Linked DNA regions of Mus musculus: all the other regions are linked to region 1. The links are chromatin contacts, called in public HiChIP or PLAC-seq maps. All regions are on one chromosome and are shown on one strand. The core of a region is the stretch at or near the end of the contact, and the rest is flanking DNA. Distances in the headings are between cores, read along the strand shown.

Region 1 (4,485 bases), core at 1,380-3,879:
AAGGATGGCCCTAGTGTTAGCAGATCAAACAATGTCATTCTCCACATTAAAAAGAAGAAGAAGAAGAAGAAGAAGAAGAAGAAGAAGAAGAAGAAGAAGAAGAAGAAGAAGAAGAAGAAGAAGAAGAAGAAGAAGAAGAAGAAGAAGAATTCAACTCAAGGGATGCAGAAAAGCTTCCAGTAAAATCCATGACTTACTCATAACAACAAATAAAAACTGCTTGCCAACTCTGAATACGCAGGGATTTCCTTATTCTGCTAAGCAGTATCTACAGCAAATCCCACAAACAACATACCAAGATCCCTAGCAAATATTATAAGCACACTGCAGAAGCATTCCTCTTAATCCTGGAAACAAGCCTAAGCGCTCATCATTAACCTCTAACAGGGCCCAGGCAACATGACAAAGCAAAAAACACGGGAAAAGGTCTATGTCATATGCCAGAAAACAAGAAACAAATTGATCGTCATTTGGAGTTTCTCTAGTTTTATGTATACAAATTACTGGAAAATCTACAAACTATTGTATGGGATAGGACGGGCAGCAGGAGCTGAGGGTGATGTCTTCACGACCACGTTCCCTGTCTCATTCCTCTGAGGTGGGATCTCTCACTGAACCCGAAGCTGACCAGGCTGCTGGCCAGCAAGCTCCATTTCTCGACTCTACAGTCCCAGGCACACAAGGCCATGCCTGCCTACTCCATGGAGGCTGAGAATTTGGACTGAGGTTTTCACAAGCATTTCTACTCACTGAGCCCTCCTCAACCCCAGCTTGCTACTTTGTAATACTATTTTTACTACGTGTTCTTTTTCAAATAAACTTTAAAATGATGCCTGGTGCATTCGTGGATAAATATAAACATGCCAGACTTGTGTCCAACCCGCAGCCCATGGGCCATAGGCAACCAACATTCAGCCCAACACAAAACTTTGAACTTATTTAAAACATTCTAAGATTATTTTACAATTGTTGTTTACTTTTTTAATTCTAGAGTTTAAACTTTGTGGATGACAATGTCATATTTCAGTGTCAAAAGGTTTGGCATGCCTGTTAGCATCATACTAAGTGTATGGTGTTATCCTCTATGGGAAGAAGAGAAGTAATACCAAGGGGAAATATATTTTTCTTAATGGGAATTTCTTCTTACACTTTTGTTTGCAGTTTGCCATTTGTTTCTTTGTTGTTTTGTTTTGTTTTTTGAGATAGGGTTTCACAATATAGCCCAACTTGGGGAGGAACTCATGTTCCTCCAGCTTTAATTTTTCTGAGTGCTAATACTACAGATGTGCATCATCATCGTTACAGATGTGCACCATCATTACAGATGTGCACCATCATTACAGATAGGTATCATCCTTACAGATGTATATTATTGCAGGTGTATATTATCATTACAGATGGGCATCATCATCATTACAGATGTGCACCATCATTACAGATGTATATCATTACAGATGTGCACCATCATTACAGACGTGCATCATTATTACAAATGTGTATCACTATTACAGATGTGTATCATACTTGACTCAAATTGTTTTTCTTAAAAAAAGAAAGATGAGGTGTTGGAGCAAAGGCCAGGATTTAAAGCACATAGTGTTCTTACAGAGGACCTGAGTTCCATCCCTAGCACCTACGTCACGTAGCTCACGACCACATGTAACTTTAGTTCCAGGAGTCTGACCCCTCTCTGGTCTCCAAGGTTCCTGCACTCGAGTGAACATACCTACACACATACATACATACACATAATTAAAAGAAAAGTATCAAATGTAATAAGGAGACATATATTGACTGTTGGTAATAGATGTGTAGATGTCTGCTTTAACATGTCTAGATGTTAAACCTTTTGTATTTTTCTACTTTTCAAGAAAACTCAATGTTTTAATTATCAGACAAAAGGCAACTGGGAGCAAAATAAAGTCATGATAATAAAGTGGGGTCTGTTGCAGCTGGCAGAAATTGCCACCAAGACAAAATGAACTTGAGGCTTGCAGAATGTCACCATTTCAAGATCTGGGCGAACAGGGTGGGTTGCAAAAGTCCCTCTATCCTCACATCCCAGGCTGGCCTTGCAAAAGCACATTTGTCATTTGAATCCGTCAAAACTGGATCAATGCTCCATTTTGGGCCCAAATGGTAAACAGTTTCAAATTTCTCTCCGCTGGCAGCTACTCTGGGGTTGACAAAGATAATCCTAAAGTTCTCTCAAAGTTCAGTGACTTTATTTTTAGGAAGTGACCCATGGCCTGAAGCCCCGCCTCCTTTGCTTTTCATCTAAAAGCATAGCCCTTAGTTATATTTAAAGCCTGCCCCAGCCCACACAGCTCACTGTGACTCCCTGCCCCGTGCCTTTCTCTCCAAACAAGTTGCAGCATGTCTGCCACATATGTCCTGGGTGGAAATGTGAGCTGAGCTGTGTCTTCGATGATCTAAGGCAGCAGGTGAGAAGTTGCCCCCTGTGTGGCTTCAGGGCTCTGCCCAGCTGCCCTTTGAAGTTATTCAACACGAAGGAATATCAGAACACGAGAATCGTACGGTGAGTTCACAAGTTGACGACTGAGCTAACTTCTCCTGTACCAAACCCAAATAAATAATGTGATTTCCTTGTAAACAGCTCTGAGTCAGCATACTCCTCAATCCCTAAAGAGAAAAAGACTAGCATCATAACCTCCCAATGACTGACGTAGCCAGTCATAATGAATTCCACATAACTGAATCTTCTAGAAAGATGAATTTCACATTTCAACAAGCACCGAGTCGACTTTATAGAGTTTTCATCGATGTGGAAACCCACTCGAAATACATGAGATTGTGTCCGTGTGTATCACACAGTGTCAGTAGTAGGTCTGCTGGCCTCATCCCCACCTCTCTCTCTGAATCAGACTGGCACATCTCACAGCCTTTCTTGACGTTGAATACCCAACCACACGATTTGCCGTGCAAAGCGACAATTTCACCAAGTAGGTGGCTGAGTAAGTTGCCAGGAATGCAAGTACCCAAGGCCACATGCAGGATCAGAGGTCTCCAAAGCAGAGTTGCTCAGGGCCTCATTCTGGGGTTTGAGGCCTTCGTGTCACTCAGCCTCCCAGTGCTGTGAGCTCTACCCTGAGCTTAGCAGGAACGGAGATTCCATAGGATTTACTCTAACATGGGTAGTTAGCTAACATGGGTAGTTAGCTAACATGGGTAGTTATTTAACATGGGTAGTTAGCTGGGATGAATTTGTCTCTTCTGATGCTACCAATAACTGTCAGGCCAATGAGCTCCAGGGGTCTGGCTTCTGGGTCATCCCCACTCCATTCCCAGAACTGAAATTACAGACCTGGGCCACTGTGCCCAGCTTCTCCACGGATGCTGGGAATCCAAACTTAGCTCCTCATGCTTGCCCAGCAAGGCACTTTACTGATGAGCCATCTCTGCCATCCTGGCAGATGCATTTAGAGAGTGCCTTGGCAGCATGTTTCAGGGATTTCATACCCTCATTTCTAGGCATGTGCCCTAACAATGTAAAAGAAAAATTACTGTGCCCAGACATATGTTCTGCTATCCTCAGCAGGGTTATTCACACCAACAAAAAACTTCACAGGAATCATAAAAGGTTGACCAAATAGGGTTAGTGTAGAGCCACTGAAAATCAAAACTATAAAATGATACACGTTTCTAGAGTGTTCAGAGATTCTAGCATGAGTTAGAATGGTGAAATTTCGCTACTGACTCAGCCACTTCTCAAATACCTCAGAGTTAAACTCATTGCCCAGAGGGACTCTCTGAGTCCTCCCTCACTCAACGAGCATGCTTTGTACAGATGAGCACTTCTAAAACACCACGGCTCTAAAATCCCAAACTGTTAAAGTACCAACATGATAGATACCATAAGGAGAACAGTACATCTGATGCCATATGCTAGCTCAAACCGGAGATACATGAAAAATATCATACAGTACAACTTCCAGGCAATGTATGTAATATATACATCAGGCTTAAGTAAATTCCAACCCAGAAGATACTTCATTCTGTATATGCAGATATAACAAAATCCAGGAGAGAAAAATCCAAATGCAAGCATTTTTGGATCAGGATTGTTTATCCTGAACGTCAACTAGCCAAAAGCCTTCTTTGGGGTCCACTTTTGTGACAAAGGGATGAGTGTCAGTTAGTGACAGGAGCTGAGCTTCAGGCACAGGTGCCTGATTCTAGTAAGGTACAGTGCCAACCTGAAACCCATTCAACTGTACTGTCCAGAAATGTCACCTGCTCTCACGGAGGGCGGGAGTTCTCAATGTGCGAGCTCTGGGGACTGCCGGGTTTGTGAGAATTCTTTGATCAATGAAACAAAGATTAAACCCATCTAAGGTTTTTACTGTTCACATTAGCAGAATAAATTCACTTTGTGCTTTCATGGTAGTAAAATGCCAGGAGGTAGCTGGTAAATGCACATACCTGGCAAATTTGAAGTTCAGCTATGATGTGCACAGAAATCAT
Region 2 (4,936 bases), core at 1,810-4,309, 410 kb before region 1:
TGGTATGAGATAATAAACAAGATAAGTTACAGAACGTTTTATGCATGCTGTGTCTCATTAATTCTGACAGCTAGATAGATTTGTTCTCAATTCTTATATCTTACTTAATATCACCAGCACTAGCTTAAGTCAAAGTTCTTACAGCTTACAAAGAGAGGTTGAAGAACTATTACATACATACACAGACACACTCAGACACATGTGTGTGTGTCTATGTGTGTGTGTGTGTGTGAGACATCAAGAGATTCTGCTCCTGATGCTATTTGGCTCTTCTAGTTATCTGTAATAATGGTCCCCAGAGACATTTTATGTGAGTGAGTATGACTACCCTTCTCAGTGCCAATATTATGTCATGTCTTATAAAATTTAAATACAGCTCTCAGCAAACTGTCACTTTTGGCGAATCTGCTAGGCCCATTGTCACCACCATTCTTTCTACCTGTCATCAACAGAGATAGAATAATGATATTTGAGTGTTGGCAGAGTCTGAGTTCTACAGGACCACCCTGCAGGAGACACAGAGGACCACAGTTGAGAGAATAGTTCAGTAATAAAAACTGAATGAGTGTGTTCCGGGTAGGAACTAAAAAGAGAGTTAGGGTGCAGTTATGAATCCACAGAGCCTGAGAATGCTTTTGTGTCTGGTAAAAGTCTACTAATGGAAATGGTAAATGTATTGGTCATGATGCAACATCAATTGCATGACAAGGCCAGCAGTCTCCACTGCACAGTGGATGTCCTTTCCATAGAGAGCATCCATTTTAAACCTAGGTAGAATGAGAGACAGCATCATTATGTTAAAAAAAGGCATGAGCATTGTTTCCAGCAAAAAAACCTCACCCCACTGGCCTTTTAAAATGCAAGGTAGCCAACTCTTCTCATTTGATTTCTTCTCTTACAGCACTCTGCTCACTACAGCGCTATCTACTTTCTGAATGAGGTGAAAGTAAATGTTATTTTCTTTTCTATTCCTAAAGCAGGCATAGTTTAAATCCTTACAACAAAAGAAACACCATCAGAGGCAGAGACATGTCTGGATCAAGACTGGCTGGGGAGGGAAGTGGGCTACAGAGAAATCTGAAAAACCACCCTTCAGATTGGCCACTTGCCCAGGCCACAGGAAAATAATGATCTCTAAAACAGCCTGTCAACTCATATGATTTTTGAGTGGCAGGCATTCCATGCATAAATGAAATACTTTCTACTTTGAGAAAGCAGAACTGAGACCCGGGCCAATTTCAGTGTTCACTCAAATCGAACTTGCAGTGTGAGTATCTCAGAACCAAATATGGATGTACTTGGTTCTCCAATTTAAAACTACTTCAAATTCTTGAGGGCTTGGGAGCCCCAGAAGGCTCTGTTAGCTTGAGATCTGAGAAGGAGCATTCTTCATGGGTACAGGGAGAGCTTCTGCAGTATGCCTGGGAAAGGACATACTTCTCTCGAGGTCCTTGATTCCAGTCTTTAGAACTGTTCTGCAACAGGGACCTTCATGTACAGATGTCTAGGCACAACTCTCACGTGCCTTCCAAGGTTAATTTGCACAGAAGGCACCCAGGAAGCCCAGTGCAAAGCAGTTTGGATTGTTGAATGGAAAGAAAATGTCCTCAAAGCAGAGGAGAGACCGAGCCGGTTTGTTAACTTGGAGACTGACTGTGCCTTAGATTGATGGCTGTGTCTAACTCCATTCCTAGCTCATCAATTTCCCTTTGGGCCAATTGCATTGGTCTCTCTGCCACATTACAAATGCTCCAGACAGGGGAAAATGCAATTAAAATCACTTACACATTCTCTAATGCAGTTGCTTGTCTGTGGGGTTGAAAAAAATTAAGCGGCGAGAAAGTAATAACTAAAAGGAAGCTCTGGGAATAGATATAAATTTCCCATGTTATTTTCCTCCCGTGGGTAGTTCTCTGCCAGTTGTACCAGGAACACATCCTTAATTAAAACTCTGACTGTATTTATAGTCTTAAAGCAAATCAATGTCATAATAATATGGCACCTTATGGGGTAGTTATGGGCCAGCTGATTAAGGGAAAAGACGGGACAACATTTGGGAAATAAAGAAGCCTTCAGAAAATAAAAGTACCAATCCTATTAAACAGAAGCTTAAAAGATATTAGTGTAGCTGCAGCAACCTGAATCCTGTCACAAACTAGACATGAATAAGATCCTTCTATTACAGTAGGGGCATCAAGATTTACACTGCTTTGAACTCCGCTGACCGAAATGAAATCCATAATGGTAAAACCATCACCAACCATCTCACTGTCTTTCCTTCTTTTATAAATGTTCTCTTGTATGCTCTTGGAAGGTGCCGAAAATTCTGTTTATTACAATAACCAGTAAAAAGGGGGAAATACCTTTTGGATCAGTTTATGAGTCAGTTCAAGACTTTTTTTTTTTTAATTCAAAGAAAGTAGCCCTAAACAGTCATACTACAAAGGTTATTATAATGTTTTATTTATTATAAAACAGCATACATTTATATTTTCCCTGGCTATTACTATGTATAGCTGCACTCACAACTACTAGAAGCCACATACAGCTGTTTTTATGATCTTACCAACATACTGATAATGGTGCTAGTCAATAAACAATGAACTTGTTGGAGAACTGACCAACAGTAAAGAGTCTCAATTAGTCTAGTGAGCTAAGACTCCTCACACTGAGCAAGTGACCACAAGGAGGAAAGGAATAAGCACGTCGGAATGCACACTTGCCCCCTGGATGTGCGGGTGTTGTAGCCAGCAGAACTCCCAGGAATTGCTTTTCTTAGGCAAGGAGAATATATGCAAGAGAGCAGGCTGGACTATTTTAAATGTAATCAATTAATTATATTAATAACTTTTATATCTAAAAAATGGGCCCTCTCAAAGCTGATGTTACATCATGCCGTCATTGCTGAGACTTCAACCAACCCACACCAGTGACGAAAATGATGACTAAATTCCACTACAAATGTTATCTGAAGCCAATATCTTTGTGTCTGTGACTAAGATGGACTTATTCTTCAAGTCAACTGCCCATAAAACTTACTTAATACCACCAACAATACCCATCAGCCAGCACACCACAAACTAGTCATAAACCAATGCCTAACAGAAGATCATGACAAGGTACAGCCTTTTTCACTACAAAAGACAATTCAAAATGTGCACTTGAATGATGTAATTGAACCCCGTCTTCGCCTGGATGACAGCATAAACAGAGAAATTCCTGGGATTCGGGGCTAATAGATTGTTTACACTGTGTAGAATTCTGCCTGCACGTACTTCCTCCATGACTGTGGACAAGTTACGTACATTTTCTTATTCTCAGTCTCCTCTCTGTAAACAATGGGAATGATGCCCACACCCCTACTTGAAATTGTGGCAGTGAGAGAGAGTGCCTAGTGCCAGTGAATTCCCATGTAAACGGGCATTCTCTTTTTTCAATCCCAGAGATGAATTCAAAGACCAAAGCACAGTGACTTTACATACCACAGACTCTGAAGGGACAAAGACCACATGAAAGAATAGAACACCCAAGATTTTAGGTCTCATAAAGTAATGAGAACATGACAGCATGATGGCTGACTCCTATAATAAATGAGCAACTGATATAAAGGGGAAATAAGGGACCATGGGGCTAGCTTTTGGAGAACAGGTGTCTGTAAAGCATGCAATCTTCCAAGACAGACAAAACATGCTCTGTGTCCTAGGATTCCATTCCCTATTGCAAAACATCAAAGAAATCAAGCAAGCATTTGATGTCAAAATTCTGAGTCCATTCTTTATGTCTCTGCTAGCGTTCACTAAATTATGCCATTTCCTTGGGGAAAAAAAAGCATTTTCCATCAAAGATCAGAGCCTTCATATCCTCAAGGTTTTATGTCTATGAAATGCAACCAACCATGAATGTACAGTATGTTTCTCAAAGTAGTGATATCTGTACTGAACACCTTTTGTTCTTTTCATTATTCCTTAAAGAATATAGGATAACAATATTAGGTCACATCTCCAAGTGAGACACAGATGATTGAAGTCACACAGGAAGATCAGCATAGGTTATATAAAAAACACTGTGCCCAAGCCGGGCGTGGTGGCGCACGCCTTTAATCCCAGCACTCAGGAGGCAGAGGCAGGCAGATTTCTGAGTTAGAGGCCAGCCTGGTCTACAAAGTGAGTTCCAGAACAGCCAGGGCTATGCAGAGAAACCCTGTCTTGAAAAAAACAAACAAAAAAAAAAACCACCCAAGCAAACAGACAAACAAACAAACAAACAAAAACACTGTGCCCCTGAACAGGAAGGATCTGGGCATCATGATCATGCATGGTGTTCATGGAGTCCTGGAATCTATCACATAAGGACACTAAGGGACAAGTCTCATCCCCAGTGTTCTAGTTTAGAAGACTACAGTGAGAACTACTACTGATTTGGGTTTACTTTTGAGGGGATTGGGTGAGTAAAATTAAATTTTGCTTTTTCTTTCTATAAGTAGGTTAATCTCTAAAATATGTAATCTGGGCATGATGACTTTGCAAAAAACATTTATACTTTCTCAAGGCATCCATGTAACACTGATCTCCTCAGTGTTCTTCCTGTCAGCCTGAAAGATTTCCCCATTCCCCAGATCCTTATATATTATACACAGCCTTTTGCTCACTACCATTTTGATGTCTAGCCAAGTGAAGGGATGTAGAGAGGCAGATGAAATGTATAAAAATGTTCAAGCAGTAGTTTTCTGTGAAGGCTCTCCCTGACTGATGACCCAGAGAAACCACAGGTTCACAACTGGCAAGTGAGACAACCACTCAGTCTCTAGGTGCGCAGCAAATCATAAGATGGCAAGACTCATGGCAAAAGAGCATGCGCAGCAGCCATCAGATCTCCTCCTACGCCACTCCCAGTCAGTCCCCTGCCATGGAACCCTTTCCATGCTGAACTACACTGA
Region 3 (4,917 bases), core at 1,595-4,094, 500 kb before region 1:
ACAATGTTGTCTGTCTTTTTTATGTTTTAATCCTCACTCCCGCACTGGAGAACCTGTAGACTGACTGAGCGGGCTTGGTCATAGGAGCACATTCAGGAGCTTCAGAGAAAGCAGTGATGAACATAATGTACTTTGCCAGGGTCCCTGGCTGACATCATCAGCTGTCTGAACTCCACAGGAACTTCTCATTCTCTCCCTGGCTCAGTAAGACTGGTGGTCAAGACCATGAATGGCTACATTACATTATAACTGGGATTCATATGCACCAAGGTGGCCCAAAAAAAAAAAAAGGCTCAGTTCCAAAAAGTGCAACCCAAAGCAAGCCTGGACGTGGCATGAACCAGCATTTGTCTGCTTGAAGCCTTTAGTCTACTGTTCAGAAATGAAGTGTGTGCCACTGTGGGGCTCTGTGAGTCCTCATTGGGTTGGTCAAGATGCCAGATACAAAGTCTTTGGGTTTATACTGATTGACTGACTCTCTAGTCAGAAGTGGAGATTTCTGACACAGTAGATCACCTGAAGAGTCTGCAAACACAAGGAGATAAGTGGGCTTACACACCTGCAACTCACAGAGTTGTGATCCTGGAAAGAGCTGTACAAGTTCTACCACACTATTGTAAATCTTTTTTGGAGAAGCTGAGGGATGCTGAAATAATCCTCAGCTACACTGTTAGAGTAATATGTTTATAAAATTCATACTTAATAAGGTAGGATACTCATGTCTGCATAAAGGTGTTTATAAAAACCAGACCACAGATTGTTTCTGGAATCCTTTGTTGAGTTACAAAAGTTAAAAAAAATGGCAACATTTGAAACTGTGACTGACAGTACATCATGTTTCTAATGATAACCTTTGACTTTGCTTGATTTTCTTAAAAATTAAATGTCAGCGTTTAAAATAGTCTTGTGTAACAAGGCTGGGGGTCTGAGTTAGGAATAAAACCTTTTCTATTAAAAAACAACCTTTCATTGTTACTGTTTTTAGCACATTCAACATTTCCATGATAAAGAATCATTTTATTAAAATTATGTACAATATATACAGGCATAAAAAAATCAGATAATTAATTTCCCTATCTTTTCCCATTCTGCTTTTAATCCTTGTCTGAACAATCAAGTAAGTGTATGGATGCAAATACACTCAAGTTTCAGAATGCACTAATTGTTTACGAATGCTAAGGATCAGAAAGACACGGTGCTTCAGGTTGCTCATCTATATAATGCAAACAATGTTCATACAGCATTATAACCCTATACAATAATATGTTGATGCAAAATACTTTTTTTTCTTGATCCAAATATGAGTGACCATGACCCAGGTACAGACTCAGACTGCCCCACATAACATGTGCCAACACAGAACTGGTTCCACTGTCTGTATAGTTACACAATACCAACTCATAAGTCAAGGGATTATTTCTTCAGATATATTGGTGGGGACAGCAGGTGAGAAGTTTACAGTGATGTGGAGAGAACTTAGCTGTTATCTGATGACACTTGTGGCTTTGAGTAGGCAGAAGCTAATTTGGATGTTTACACATCCCAAAAGTTTTACCTGATAGCCAAAATGAGGTTAGGTCACACAGGATGGGCCAGGGTGGGCTCTTAAGGGGACTAATGACAGTCTGACAGAACCTTGGCTCTGGATTTGCAACTTTTCCCAATCAGGAAATTAGAATCAATGAATACACCTTGAAGAATATTTAACTTTAGGGGAGCTTTCTTGGAGAAGCCAGGTCGCTCATGGGTCAAGAGGATAGTCACTAGAACAGTTAGTGCATAACCTTCTCCCAACCCATGTTACACAAAATAAATAACTAAACCATGAATTACTACTGACAGAGAATGCTTATCCATTAGACATGAAAGTGGAAACTACAAAATAAAACGTAAGAATAAGTTTAAAACCAAATGACTACACAATATAACAACATGGCAATTCATAGATAAATATGATTTTCTAACTACATCATCTCTTTGAAAACGATTTCCTCCTTATTCAACAGTTCTTTCATAATAGAAAGCTACACCCAAGCATGGGTGGCCAAAAGTAATGACAACACTGAGCATGGTAGCAGATGCCTTTAATCTCAGCACTGGGAAGGCAAAGGTAGGTGGAGCTCTGTGAGTTCACAGCCAGCCTGGTCTGCATAGTGAGTTCCAGGCCATCCATGGCTCTATAAAACCCTGTATTAAAAAAAAAAAAAAAAAAGTCAACGGAGACAAAAAGTTGATCCATTGTCTAAACTGCATGTAATCAAATATACCCTATTGTATTCGATATGGAGTTATGCCCTTTCCCGTTAAAACAAAATGCGTGGTGTCTGGGGCAGACTCAAGAGGACAGGGACAAAAAAAAAAAAAAAAACTTTCCCTGGAGAAACTTTCTGAAGCATCCATACTGAGGAAAGCCACTTCTCTAACCGTGGACTCCAGAGGCTACACTGAAGAAAAATCAAATGGCATTTTCCTGGCTTTCATTGTTTTTGACCCGTCTAACCCCGCCCTGGGCTGTGGCTGGGAACGCACAAATTTGCCCTTCTGTGGTGACTCGCAGGTGAAAGGAGGACACGCATCTTCAATACCACAGCTGTCACTCTACAATCCCAGGCTGGATCCTGCTTCTGCTCCTCCCGCGCCTGCCTCGCCCCAAGCTGTGCACATGCGCATTCCAAGAGCTCCGCGCCCCCTGGCTGAGTCTCTGAGTCTCCCAGCCTCGGTGCCACGCCACCTGCCTTCCTGCCCTTCTTAGGGCAGCTAGCTTCACTACCCCATACTGGGCACGCGCACACCCGGCCATTTTTTTTTCCTCGGCCGGTGAGGTGGGGGCAGTGGGCGGAACCAAACTGCTTGCGCACGCTCGGGGCATGCGCAATACGGGGACTGAGGCGCCAGCTGTCGACTTGGAAGTTCCGGGGAAGGAGCGCATGCGCTAGGGTACGCGTTGCCGGCGAGAGGGCAGCCTGACGACTCGGAAATTTGAATACCACAGTAGCATGGAGTGTGACCTCATGGAGACTGACATCTTGGAGTCGTTGGAAGATCTAGGGTAAGACGGCGGGGGCATGAGTTTCTGAAAGTCCACTCTGCTAGAGCCCCGGCAACTCCTCGGGCGCCCGGTCGGAGCCACCTGCCTTGCCACTCCGCACCCGACTCCCGCCGGAGCTTCCCGCTGCTGGCCCAGGGACCCCCGGTGCCACGTCCACACCTACCCTGCCCACTGGGCTCCGACGGCCCTCGTCCTCCCCGGTGCTCCCCTACAGCCCAGCTACCCGCAGCGTGTCTCAGTCATGCGTGTCATTGTCTGGGCTCCGGTTCTCACCACCCCCCCACTCCCCAAGCTTTCTCTTCTTGCCTCCCGTCCTCCCACCCTACCCCCACTTTATGGTTTGCCAAAGTTGTATCTGCTTTCCTACTTGGCCCCAAGATTCCCTACTTCTTTCTTGAGCTTCTACCCCCCACCCTACTTCTCTGTCTCTCTCTCTCTCAAAAAAAAAAAAAAATCATCTTTGCTCAGTCATCTCTGCATGCACCTAGGCTTCCCAAAGCGCACGTCTGGGCGATGCAGCCGGCTGCTCTCAAGCCCGCTCAGCTGTGCACCTAACCTTTCAACCACCTGCTTTGGAAATGACAGTCAGTGACTTCAGACCTCCAGCACAGCCTCGCTGAACTCCAGCATTCCAGGGTCATCCTCACCCACCAAGAATCAGCATATTTGCATCTTGACTCTCAGTCATAGTCTTCAGTGTTTAGGAATTTGGAAATAAGGCTTATTTATCTTGTTTGGTCACCCAGATCAAGGTGCTTAAACTTGAGAACCTAGAGGCTCTTAGGCAAAAAAAAAAAAAAAAAAAAAAAAAAAAAAAAAAAAAAAAAGCCCTGCATGATTAAGTATTTGCCTGCGAATAACTATTTCAGGATAAAATCAGCGTAGAAGAAATGACGCACCGAGGTCCTCCTGCCTCTGGCACCTGAGAGCTATGATTAAAGGAGTGAGCCCCCATGCCCTGCCGATTGTTGTATTTTTAACTATAATCCTTAATCAAAGCTTAACTTTAGGCTTTTCCATGCCATGGAAATTCTTAAGGGACACCTTTCTTTAGGGAAGGACACCTTTGAGGTAGCCAAAGCGCAACCCATGTGACTAGCTTGGTGTCCTAGTAGGTACTGACCATAAAGGAAGCTTACTAACCATCGCTGTGAACATCAGCCGCTGTGGTCATTTCTTTGAATCACATTTTGTGCATAGCCCAGACTTGGCCAACTTAGTTCTTGCAATGGGCCACACGTAAGCCTTATTCTGTGGAACGGGTGCTTTTCAACGGGTGTCTAAAGATGATTCGCTTACTCAGTAAACATTTTTTTTGTGTGTGTGTGTGTGTGTGTGTTTTGTTTTTCGAGACAAGGTTTCTCTGTATAGTCCTGGCTGTCCTGGAACTCACTCTGTAGACCAGGCTGGCCTCGAACTCAGAAATCCGCCTGCCTCTGCCTCCCGAGTGCTGGGATTAAAGGTGTGCGCCACCACACCCGGCCAGTAAACATTTTTTAAGGGACACTTGCTCTGTGCCAGTGTGGGGTTTTCCTCAGGGTATAAGTTCACGTGGAAGCTCTGAGAAGCATACAATGAAAAGCCCCGAGGAGGGTCTCTTCCCTTGAAAAGGTAGTGTTGCAGGAGTAGAACCAGAAGAGTTCTGGGATATTCCGTGCAGGTGAAGATCAGCTGACTGGCTGCAGTGGAAGAGCTTGCTTCCATTACTGTTCCTTTATCCTAATGATGTTTTCTTGTCTGGCTTACTACAACTAATTATCCCTGCAACAATTGCCCTCAAGTAAATAGTTAGGTTGCATTGTAATATAAACCCTAGAGTTTTTAATGAAAGTTTATAATTAATTTTAACTTAGTGTGGTTACATTTAA
Region 4 (5,001 bases), core at 414-2,913, 310 kb before region 1:
TCATGTATATTCACTTCATGCATCTCATGCTATTTATCAGTCACTCATTTAACACCCACACGGGAAACAGAGATGACATAATTACACCTAGTCCCAGCTTTCTGAGTTCAAGTCTCAGGTCAACATTTCTGTTTATTTTAAATGAGATGATTGTATACAATATATATGTATTAAAAACAAACTCAAGTAGTGAAAAGGATATAAATTTATAAGAAGCCATCAACACAGCTATGCATGTTCTTTCTTTGAATGTATTACGCAAAAGACAGTTTACTCAAGTTGTTTTATGCCTCTGTATAAAATATGGCCTATGGCTGGCAATATGGCTCAATGGGTAAAGATGTTTTCTGGCAAGCCTGTTGACCCAGACCTACAGGATCTCACTACACACACACACACACACACACACACACACACACACACATACACACACACACACACACGATAAGTAAATGTAATAAAAGTTTAAAAAATGGCTTAGCAGCATTCTCTACCAGGCTCTGTAGCTGTGCTTCAGTTAGAAAATGCCTGCAGAGTATTCTCCACTGGACAGATGTATCACAGCTCATCAGTCGGCTCCAGACACAGGCAGTTTCATTTCTCCTTATGGTGTTTGGTTTTCTGTCACTCAAACACATCCATAAGATGTGTTCCCCAAAAGAGTTAGTGACCCCAGTATTCATATGCATTTGTATCTTCAGACTGCTTAGTTGCAATCTAAAAGGACAACAATTCTAATATACTGACCACTATTAAAATATGATTGAAATGTGTGCCTTTGTGCCACTGCCATTTCCATTGAGACTGTAACAAAAAAATGAAAGCGAGGGCCACTCTGACCAATAATACCAGAGCTCTCAAGAATGCTTCTAAGGTGGATGTATGCTGTAGTACAAGAGACTACCAACAGGGGGCACTCTCCCAACACTGCAGTTAACCCATTAGTTAACCCATTAGGTAAGCACCTGACATGCATACATTTTAGAAGGGAGCTCTCCATCAAGACCTTATGTTCAGTTACCTTACAACATGGCTTTCTGAATGATTTATCCATCGGGAGTAAAATTCTTTACATAGTCTAATTATAAACACGGCGATTCCTGGGTACTATAGAATCTAGTGTTCAAATGTGTCTGCCTTTCATTGCTCACAGAAAAAAGTTTATCTTCGTTTGATAACAACAGTATATATGTATATATGCATGTATGCATATATATGTATATATATTATATATGTGTGTATATGTATGTTTGTGTGTGTGTGTATATATATATATATATATATATTCCAAAAACATTAAGTTTATGCTTTATTTGGGCAAGAATCATTGGCCAACTGGGTATATATGACCCATGACCCATCCGGCCCGTCAATGTGCATGGCTGACACTGCTTTCATTTGATTTGCAACCCTCACTACTAACTCTAAAACCACGTCCTGTTGCCTGCATCAGCACACCATACAGGAACACTAAAAGGTTTCAGCTTCAATTCGCCACTCTGTTACTTTCATGTTTCAAAAAAAAATGCTGTGCATTTCAAATGCACTTTGAGTTCTGGGGGAGCGAGGACTTGATCACACTAAACCCACAGAGTCTGGAGGCAAGATGCCTGGATCTGACTCTGGCATTGAGCAGGCCTTGACAATGCAGGCTACTCCTCCTCAGCCACATCTCCTCCAGCAGGAGGCAGTGGTTGTGCATCTAAGATAGAGCCAACCGGGCGGGCGCCTTTCAACAATTCCTGGCACCGAGACCCATGAAAACCAAGCAGGAAATGTCTAATCAAAGATCCCACATTCTGATAACTCCGAGTTCCTTCCAGCCTGGCATGAAAACTTCCCAGAGAGCAAAGCCTGCCTCTCCCTTCTCTCATCTGAAATATGGATACAGTGGTTTATTTGGTTTGAACTTATTTGGTTTTCTTAACAGCCTTGCCTTTCAGATTCTCAGTTCACAGGATGATAAATGGATCAAATATCGATGTCCTCCCAAAAGAGACTCCAGCAACTGACATTGTAAGGGCAGGTAGAGAAGGTATTGCAGAAGTGGACGGGAAGAAGAGGAGGCAGGGTGGGAACAAGATAGGGAAGCCTGTGGAGTTCTAGAAGGCAGAGGTTGTTAGCACATGCCACCACACCACTGACACACGCCCTTCACCTTACCACCAATAATCAGGGGCTTTCTCCTAAACGAGCCTGCCATTTGGCCCCTTTAACTAGCTGAAGGCTGCCATCAAATCCAGAATGGCCCCCAAAGTGAACAAAATTACACAAGAACATAGTTCTTCTTGTGTGAGGTTCTCCTAACATAAATCCTTCACCCTCCACTCACTTCCCCCCCCCCATGCAGTGCCAACACACAAGGCAGAGTCTAGCTTCTGAGAGCTCAAGGAATGAGCCACTCCCACAGCCTCCACGTGCCAGTCTTCCCAGACTTGCCGCTTGAGCAAGAGTTAATGCCTATGACCTATTGGACCAGAAGTGTGAAGGCCTGTTTTGAGCCAGAGCTGTACTTTACACGGCACTTTAATGCTCAAAGCTGATGGCAGGCACTGCGATTTATTCTTCAAACTCCCCCAGCCTTGTTTCCATCAGTAACCAATCGTTCCCTAAAACAGGGTGGTCCTCCTTCAGAAACTGGAAGGTTCAGCGATGGCAGGCTGGGTTAATCCAGAGTTTAAATTAACAAAGGACAATGCTGTCCTTCTCAATAGTCTAGAAATGCAGAAATCGTGCGTTTAGAGGACTCAGAGACAGCGTTCCGAGCATGCAGTTTTAAAACGCGCACATTCTTTGGTTCCTCTGAAACACTAGTGACTATCATTGTGAGGGCAGGTTTGAACCTCCTCAGATGCTGCTCAGTGTCTCACTAGCTGTTGGACATACACTGGAGGCATGTTCACCAAGACTTGTCAGAATGCAGAACCCTGTACTCTCATCCTTCCAACCTCAGAACCAGGGCTGGAGTTCAGATGAGACTCTCTGCTCACTGGCTTGATCTTTATGTTTATGGAGCAGCAGTGTAGAAGAGAAAATTGTATAACAACAATCATTTCTACATCCGTGGATTCATGATCAGCTATTAGGTAGCTATATATTTTATAAGAGCCTTTGAATTTGATTACATTAGAAAACACAGCTGACTTGAATCTAGTGTACATGAGTGAGTAAGTGTGTGTGTGTGTGCGCGCGCGTGCGCGAGCTCTTGTACGCCATGTGTGTGAAGGTGCCTGCAGAGGCTAAAAGAGGGCATTAGATCTTCCGGACCTTGGGTTACAGATAGTTGTGAGCCACCTGACATGGTACTGAAAACCAAACTCAAGTCCTCCGGAGTATCAGCAAGTGCTTTCTCTCAGTCATTGAGCTACCTCTCCAGCTCTGATGTGAATGTCTCTTCTGAAAACCCATTCGATGACATTGAATTACACAAGGTGTTTGGCTCACCAGTCACAGGCAGTAAATAAAGCATCGCAGAATCAAGCTGGAGACAGGACAAAATGTGGCTCTTCACAAACCCCTTCTACCGAGCGTCCGTGACTTACAAGCACAGCACAGTCCCAAAGGCCAGGGCTGCAAACCAACTACGCATCCTACATCTTCAAATAAGCAAGGAGACATGATCCCAACAGCAGCAACGAGACAAACACAAGTCACTGGTCAGCATAAGAAGAGATCTTCAGATTCCCGGAAACAAAGGAAATGCATCTGAAATATATATTTACCCACATGGTCGTAACAATTCTAAAGGGACTGCATGTTTAAAAGGGTAGACTTTGTGTTTTACTCAAGGTTCCATTCTCAACACGGAAGCATTCCCCAAAGACAAAGAACAATTTCAAAGTCAGTGGTAGAACGGTGAATATTAATTTCCCTGTGTATAAATCTTCCAACTTCGCATCGGTGGAACTAATGGTGTCAGATACAAGTGACAGATGTGGTCCCCCAGCCCAGTGTTATGACTTGTGGGGGTTTTGTCCCTGGGCAGTCCTCTAAGAGAATACATAGAGGTTCACTGTAGCACTGTTTACAACGGAAAAGTCAGGGTTGGGGCTGAGAAAGGCTATGAAGGAACAATTAAAATAGCAAGCAGGACGTGTGGCTAAATAAACCAGGTTGCGTAGGTAGAACAGGTTCTGCACAACTCTTCCTCTATCAGCCCTAAAACACCACCAATCACAATCTTAAAATAGGCATTTATGATAGATGATGTCAAAACATACACAATGTGGCCTGTGGCCTTTTTAAATGCCACCGGCTAGAAGATAAACTGGTTTCAGAGGTGGTGACAGACAGTAAGACACCAAGTGTTGCTCAGACTGGTGGTATTGAGTTCAATTTTAAATATTACACTGAATATATAGCAATGACTAACACCATCTCTAATGAATGGATGTATAATAAAGAGCCTATGAGGCCCAAAGGCCAATAGTCAAGGATTAACATCAGGGAGTGAGATTTTAAAATGACAGGGCAGATAGAGGGGGATATAATGTCATTGGTTGTCTTAGTTTTTGGAATTATTAATTATTATTATTTTTAATGAAAAACACCGCAGAAGAACAAGGAGACAGGGAGAAGTTGAAGCGCAGTGAGGAGACTCAGGTCTGGCTGCATTTCCCTCTATACTGATTTCATTCTGTCTTCCTGTGGCATCGGCCTCCTGGGCCTAAGTCACTGCCATCTGTAACCACACATTTTCCTGCCCTCCCCATAATCCCAGGTGCGAGAGACGTTGAGTTCTGTGACTTCTCACAGAAGGCTGGTGCTGCAGGCAGTGTGCCAGATCCAGCCCCAGAACTCAACCTTCCCAGTTCCAAGTGGCTATCACTGCAGACCCAGCCTTCCCAGTTCTGAGTGGCCATTGCTCTCGACCCAGCCTTCCCAGTTCCGAGTGTCTATCACGCCCATCTATTACTTTAGTTGTTGGCTTTTTTTGTGGCATTTTAAATTATTTTCTTTTCCATGCTACACTGACTTGAAGTTATTTCTAACCCAGGATGT
Region 5 (4,528 bases), core at 1,259-3,758, 290 kb before region 1:
CTGTCCACTCTCTGTATCTTTGTAGTATTTGCTATTTGTTTTCTTGACAATGGTCTTTCTGAGCCAGGTAACATGGAATGTCAATGCAGTTTTTAAAAGGAATTTACTTTCACATGTACGAGAGTTTTGCCGATATGTGTGTTATGTGTACCATGTGGACGCAGTACCTACAGAGGCCAGAAGAGGGCATCATGCTCCCTGACCCTGCAGTTGCATGCAGTTGTGAGTTATCATGTGAGTGCTGGGAGTTGAACTTGGGTCTTCTGAAAAGAGCAACTGCGCTCTTAACCACTGAGCTATCTCTCCAGCCCCCTCAATGCAGTTCATGTGCCACTTTTTTGGGGATATGGTAAATGCTAAAAAGGAGCTCCAACTGTGCAGCTGTAGGACGGAAGAAACAACGGTTTACTCAACCCTGTTAATAATTACGACTTAGTCTAAGAGAGAATCTGATGAGCCAGGCTGCCCCAGTTCCTCATGGGGAAAATTATGTGCCACCGGGTTACATCGTCTCAAGATCTAAAATGCCAGTTAAATGACAGCATTATCTGCATGAGAACTCATAGACAGTGGCCTTATGCTTCTCTCACATGAATTAACATGGTCTTATAAAATGTCTTAGTTATAGTTACAACAGATGTCTAGCTATGGGGCTCCAACAATTACTGTGAGGATTCCACAAAACATGCACAAAGTACTAACATGGGAACATAAAATGTTCAAAGTACCCGATAAGGGTCAACATTCACCAACATTACCCCTTTTCATGCCCAATGACACATTTTCTCTATCTTTGCCCCACTGAAACACAGCTGCTAAAAGAGGCACCCCTAGCATCTGATCCACTAGTCAGCCCCCACTGACCTCCAAGTCTGGTGAACACACATACCAGGAGCACCTTGCCATGCTCAAGAGTGTTTCTCTTGGTCCACCATCCATGGACTGCAGATGAACATCTGCCGGAGCTCAGGATTCCTGGGAACTGCGGCAGGCCAGCTTTCCCCAATCTGCTCCCCATAGACTCTCAGTCCTTGGAGGTGAATGATAAGGCTTCATCTTTCACCACAATCCTTCTTCCAAGTACACTTCTTATTCTTAATTATTTTCACTTGATTTTTCTGCCACTGTCTTAGTCCAGCCTAGCAGCTTGATTTAAACAGAACATAAACCCTCTTCCTGACGGGGACGAGAATTTTCTCCTTTCCATTCCTCCTTTTCACCTACCTTGCCTTCCTGAATTGAACCGAAAACTCAGTGCAATTATTTCACATCAAAGCCAGCAGCTCTTCCTCATGGCATCTAATGTGGCAAGTTGATTGGGCTGCTCTGAATGCCCGCAGGAAGCTGGGATTATAGCAAGTTTACAGATTGTAACAGGGAGGAAGGGTTCTATCCTGTTACTGACTTGACAGAGGCCACTGCTAACTCTGGACTTTCTAAAGTGGGCATCTGTCAAAGAGATAATGTTGTTCTTTGCACTGCAGCCTTTTTGGGGGTCTGGAAGCTGAGCAATTCTTCAGTTAGCACTTCCATGCTGATGGATTCTCAGACTCTCTCAAAGCTTTAGCTCAGTCCTGGTGAAACATTTATCTAAGACCAAATAGACCCAGCAGTAACACATGAACTTGCTATCACTGCCCTCCGCATATCAGCTCCATTTCTCCTACACACCCTTCTTCAGCACTTCCAACTAGACACCCGTACCAGGAATCTTAATGCCAGCCCTTCCCTTCTGCAACTCCCTCTGCTGTCCTAAGCCACCCTTTGATCTTTCTCAATATTCCCTGTATTCTAGCTGGCTTCCGTATCTCCAGTCTTGCCTCCCTCTAATCCACTCTTTACCTAACTATTGCTGAGGTGCTCTTTGTAAATGTTAACCCATGCATGCCACTCCCTTGCTCAAAGTGTTCGCCATCTTCTTCTTGCTAGAGCACAAGGCTTCCTTCATCGGGCTCCTGGCTACCTGTGTGATAGCAGTTCTCAGAAAACCTTCTCAATTTGAACTCCATCCCTGTAGATGACCTTGTATAAGGGCTCCCTGACCTTAGAATGGTATAAACTCTTTGCTTGATTGGCTCTTCCACTCCTATTTTTTTCTCAGAAATTCATGCTGATCCTTCCAGAGTCAGCCTAAGGGGGCACCTCCATCATGGCACCTCCCAGACAGATACCAGGCTACTCCTCTTTTTCCTGTGCCTGTATTAGGCTTGAAGGGTTGGGGAACCTTCAACACACCCTCACCAGCAACTTATTTCTCTACTAAAAGGAGAGGAAAAGAGTGAATTCAGCTGTGTGAAATCCATTGGATTCTCAATCCAGATTCTTAAAATTAGATTATCTTGCTTTCCTTGTTATTAATTTCATGCCATTCCAGCAGATGATGGCCCTTTATTACTGTTCACCAGCACAGGAACTGAATAACTAGCCTGAAGGTGAACAAGCCCCCAGCTGGCTATGAATTACTGGGCGTCTTGCAGACTCAGTTTACTGTAACAATGACTCACCAAGCAAGTTTAGATGAGTAATGTTTTGGATCGGAATGAATAGGCAAAGGGAATGTGAAGTGCCTGCTGGAGACTAGCTGTTCAACAATTAATATTTTATAAAAATGATATAATGCGGCTCTGCAGTTTCTTGTTTTCAACAGTGAGGTGAGGTAATGGCTTCACTGAAGTACAGCGCTGGTTTCGCTTCTCAGAAGGGCCAAACCAGAGCTCTCCTATTACGCTAGACCCTCAGCTCTTTGTTTCAATTCTTTAATGGCCTACATACAAATATTTCACTTTCTTGATATTGTGAGATCTCAGATCTACTTTCCCCTCATCTATCTGGATAGGTGGAAAACATCATCCTGTTTTGTCAAGGTTGACTCTGAAACCTGAGACTAATTTTTGAGGTCTCTAAATATCATATTTTTCTTTGCCTGATATCAACATTTCTACATCAGTTTTATTGATCCAGTAAGGGTCATGCTAGAAATTATCACTAGTAATACTATCCCCAAAGCTAGTCATCTGTTGGAGTTGCTGTCAGTAATTGCTCGGTCCTCAACCCACACGTATGAAGCATGTTTTCACAAGAACTGCTAATTTCTTATATTGCTCTGCTCTTCATATATTTTTACTGAAAAAAAAAAAAACGGAACAGCAAATACTGATGTTTCAATGTAAACAAAGTCAAGATTTAACGATACCTACAAGCCAGTGAGTAAGTAAACTGACCTCCCCCGCAAAAAAAAGAACCCTCCAAATATTAGAAGGATAAGTGGAACACAGCTCAGGATGCCTGGAACTGACAGCGCCTGTATGGAAGCTGTGACAGTGTCAATGGCTGACAAGTCCACATTTGTCAGGTTAACCTGTTTTGTACATTTGCAAGTTTTACAATGAATATATTCTCTTTACTGCCCCAAAAATTTCCCAAAACCTTCTATGGTAAAACAGAACTCCAATGTCCCTTCCTTCCTGCATAACACTCACTAAAGGTCACCCATTCTTTACCCGCTCACTTTGGTAACATGAACAATGAAATCAGGGGAGGAAACAATGGAAGACTCAATGTGATTTTCTAAATAGAATGGGTAGGGCAGCTTATATACAGACAAAGAAATTAAATTGCCAGGGCCTAGCAAACACAGAAGTGGATGCTCACAGTCAGCTATTGAATGGACCACAGGGCCCCCAATGGAGGAACTAGAGAAAGCACCCAAGGAACTAAAGGGAACTGCAACCCTATAGGTGGAACAACAATATGAACTAAGCAGTACCCTGGAGCTCTTGTCTCTAGCTGCATATGTATCAAAAGATGGCCTAGTAGGCCATCACTGCAAAGAGAGGCCCATTGGACTTGCAAACTTTATATGCCCCAGTACAGGGGAATGCCAGGGCCAAAAAGGGGGAGTGGGTGGGTAGGGGAGTAGGGGGGTATGGGGGACTTTTGATATAGCATTGGAAATGTAAATGAGCTAAATACCTAATAAAAAATGGAAAAAAAAGAAATTAAAACTGTCTTTAAAGACCTTGACAGTGAAAGTCATAACAAAAGTAAATGGTCCTACTAGGTGTCACATTCAGAAAAGCCTATGTGCATCACAAGAGGTGATCACAAGATGCACTTATGTCTATTTCGTTAGGAAAGTGGTTTGGTATTCTTTCAGACAAATTCTTCCATTTTGTTTTGTTTTCAATCATGAAGAAGAAATCCTTGTTTCCTCAGGCTCTGAACATCTGTGCTTTGTAGATTTTTCTCCTCCCTACTTCCAAGTGAGACTCATCTATCAACTAGGAAGAACGTCTCACAGATGAGCCACTCACTCTTCTGTGTCTGGATGCTCTATCAAGGCAGGTGACAAGGATGGGACTCTAGCAAGGACAGTGGTAGTAATGGGAGTGCTATTTGTGGTACTTGGCTGTTTACAAAATTTCCACAGTGATTGCAATGTTGGGCAAGAGAAGCCTACTTGCCAGCAGGACATTTTAACACGAATTATATTGTTCACCCTGACTTAAAGGCAATTTCAGTTTTATCT

Evidence for each region. HiChIP or PLAC-seq counts read pairs in DNA pulled down with a chosen protein or histone mark.
Region 2: an HNF4G HiChIP or PLAC-seq map of pancreatic cancer cells shows a contact between it and region 1. The contact joins two enhancer-like sites. A contact is called at or near these places in 1 of 15 datasets of contacts at CTCF or cohesin (the NIH/3T3 cell line) and 1 of 115 datasets of contacts at active chromatin or transcription factors (pancreatic cancer cells).
Region 3: an HNF4G HiChIP or PLAC-seq map of pancreatic cancer cells shows a contact between it and region 1. The contact joins the promoter of Fam98a here to the enhancer-like site in region 1. A contact is called at or near these places in 1 of 15 datasets of contacts at CTCF or cohesin (the NIH/3T3 cell line), 2 of 115 datasets of contacts at active chromatin or transcription factors (the NIH/3T3 cell line and pancreatic cancer cells) and 2 of 9 other capture datasets (adipose tissue and liver).
Region 4: a contact with region 1 is called in a CTCF HiChIP or PLAC-seq map of the NIH/3T3 cell line, with 18 read pairs. The contact joins two enhancer-like sites. A contact is called at or near these places in 1 of 15 datasets of contacts at CTCF or cohesin (the NIH/3T3 cell line) and 2 of 115 datasets of contacts at active chromatin or transcription factors (the NIH/3T3 cell line and embryonic stem cells).
Region 5: a contact with region 1 is called in a FOXA1 HiChIP or PLAC-seq map of pancreatic cancer cells. The contact joins two enhancer-like sites. A contact is called at or near these places in 1 of 15 datasets of contacts at CTCF or cohesin (the NIH/3T3 cell line) and 2 of 115 datasets of contacts at active chromatin or transcription factors (embryonic fibroblasts and pancreatic cancer cells).

What each region holds. Positions count from the first base shown.
Region 1 is chr17:75,054,710-75,059,194 of GRCm38.p6, reverse strand. The region is part of intron 2 of Ltbp1 (latent transforming growth factor beta binding protein 1); the gene reads right to left. Among named protein-coding and RNA genes, the nearest start is that of Ltbp1, 51 kb to the right of the region's middle. Within about 2 kb of position 2,629, at least 45 of the 459 cell types and tissues checked have an H3K27ac peak or open chromatin away from gene starts, as enhancers often do. A contact at or near this core is called in the NIH/3T3 cell line, adipose tissue, embryonic fibroblasts and 1 more, where this site is marked.
Region 2 is chr17:75,468,849-75,473,784 of GRCm38.p6, reverse strand. The region is part of intron 1 of Rasgrp3 (RAS, guanyl releasing protein 3); the gene reads right to left. Among named protein-coding and RNA genes, the nearest start is that of Rasgrp3, 35 kb to the right of the region's middle. Within about 2 kb of position 3,059, at least 13 of the 459 cell types and tissues checked have an H3K27ac peak or open chromatin away from gene starts, as enhancers often do. A contact at or near this core is called in pancreatic cancer cells, where this site is marked.
Region 3 is chr17:75,549,873-75,554,789 of GRCm38.p6, reverse strand. Fam98a (family with sequence similarity 98, member A) reads left to right here and starts at 2,844. Exons shown (of 8, transcript NM_133747.2): 1 at 2,844-3,049. The coding sequence starts at 2,997.
Region 4 is chr17:75,366,218-75,371,218 of GRCm38.p6, reverse strand. The region is part of intron 31 of Ltbp1 (latent transforming growth factor beta binding protein 1); the gene reads right to left. Among named protein-coding and RNA genes, the nearest start is that of Rasgrp3, 67 kb to the left of the region's middle. Within about 2 kb of position 1,663, at least 17 of the 459 cell types and tissues checked have an H3K27ac peak or open chromatin away from gene starts, as enhancers often do. A contact at or near this core is called in the NIH/3T3 cell line, where this site is marked.
Region 5 is chr17:75,343,266-75,347,793 of GRCm38.p6, reverse strand. The region is part of intron 24 of Ltbp1 (latent transforming growth factor beta binding protein 1); the gene reads right to left. Among named protein-coding and RNA genes, the nearest start is that of Rasgrp3, 90 kb to the left of the region's middle. Within about 2 kb of position 2,508, at least 37 of the 459 cell types and tissues checked have an H3K27ac peak or open chromatin away from gene starts, as enhancers often do. A contact at or near this core is called in the NIH/3T3 cell line, embryonic fibroblasts and pancreatic cancer cells, where this site is marked.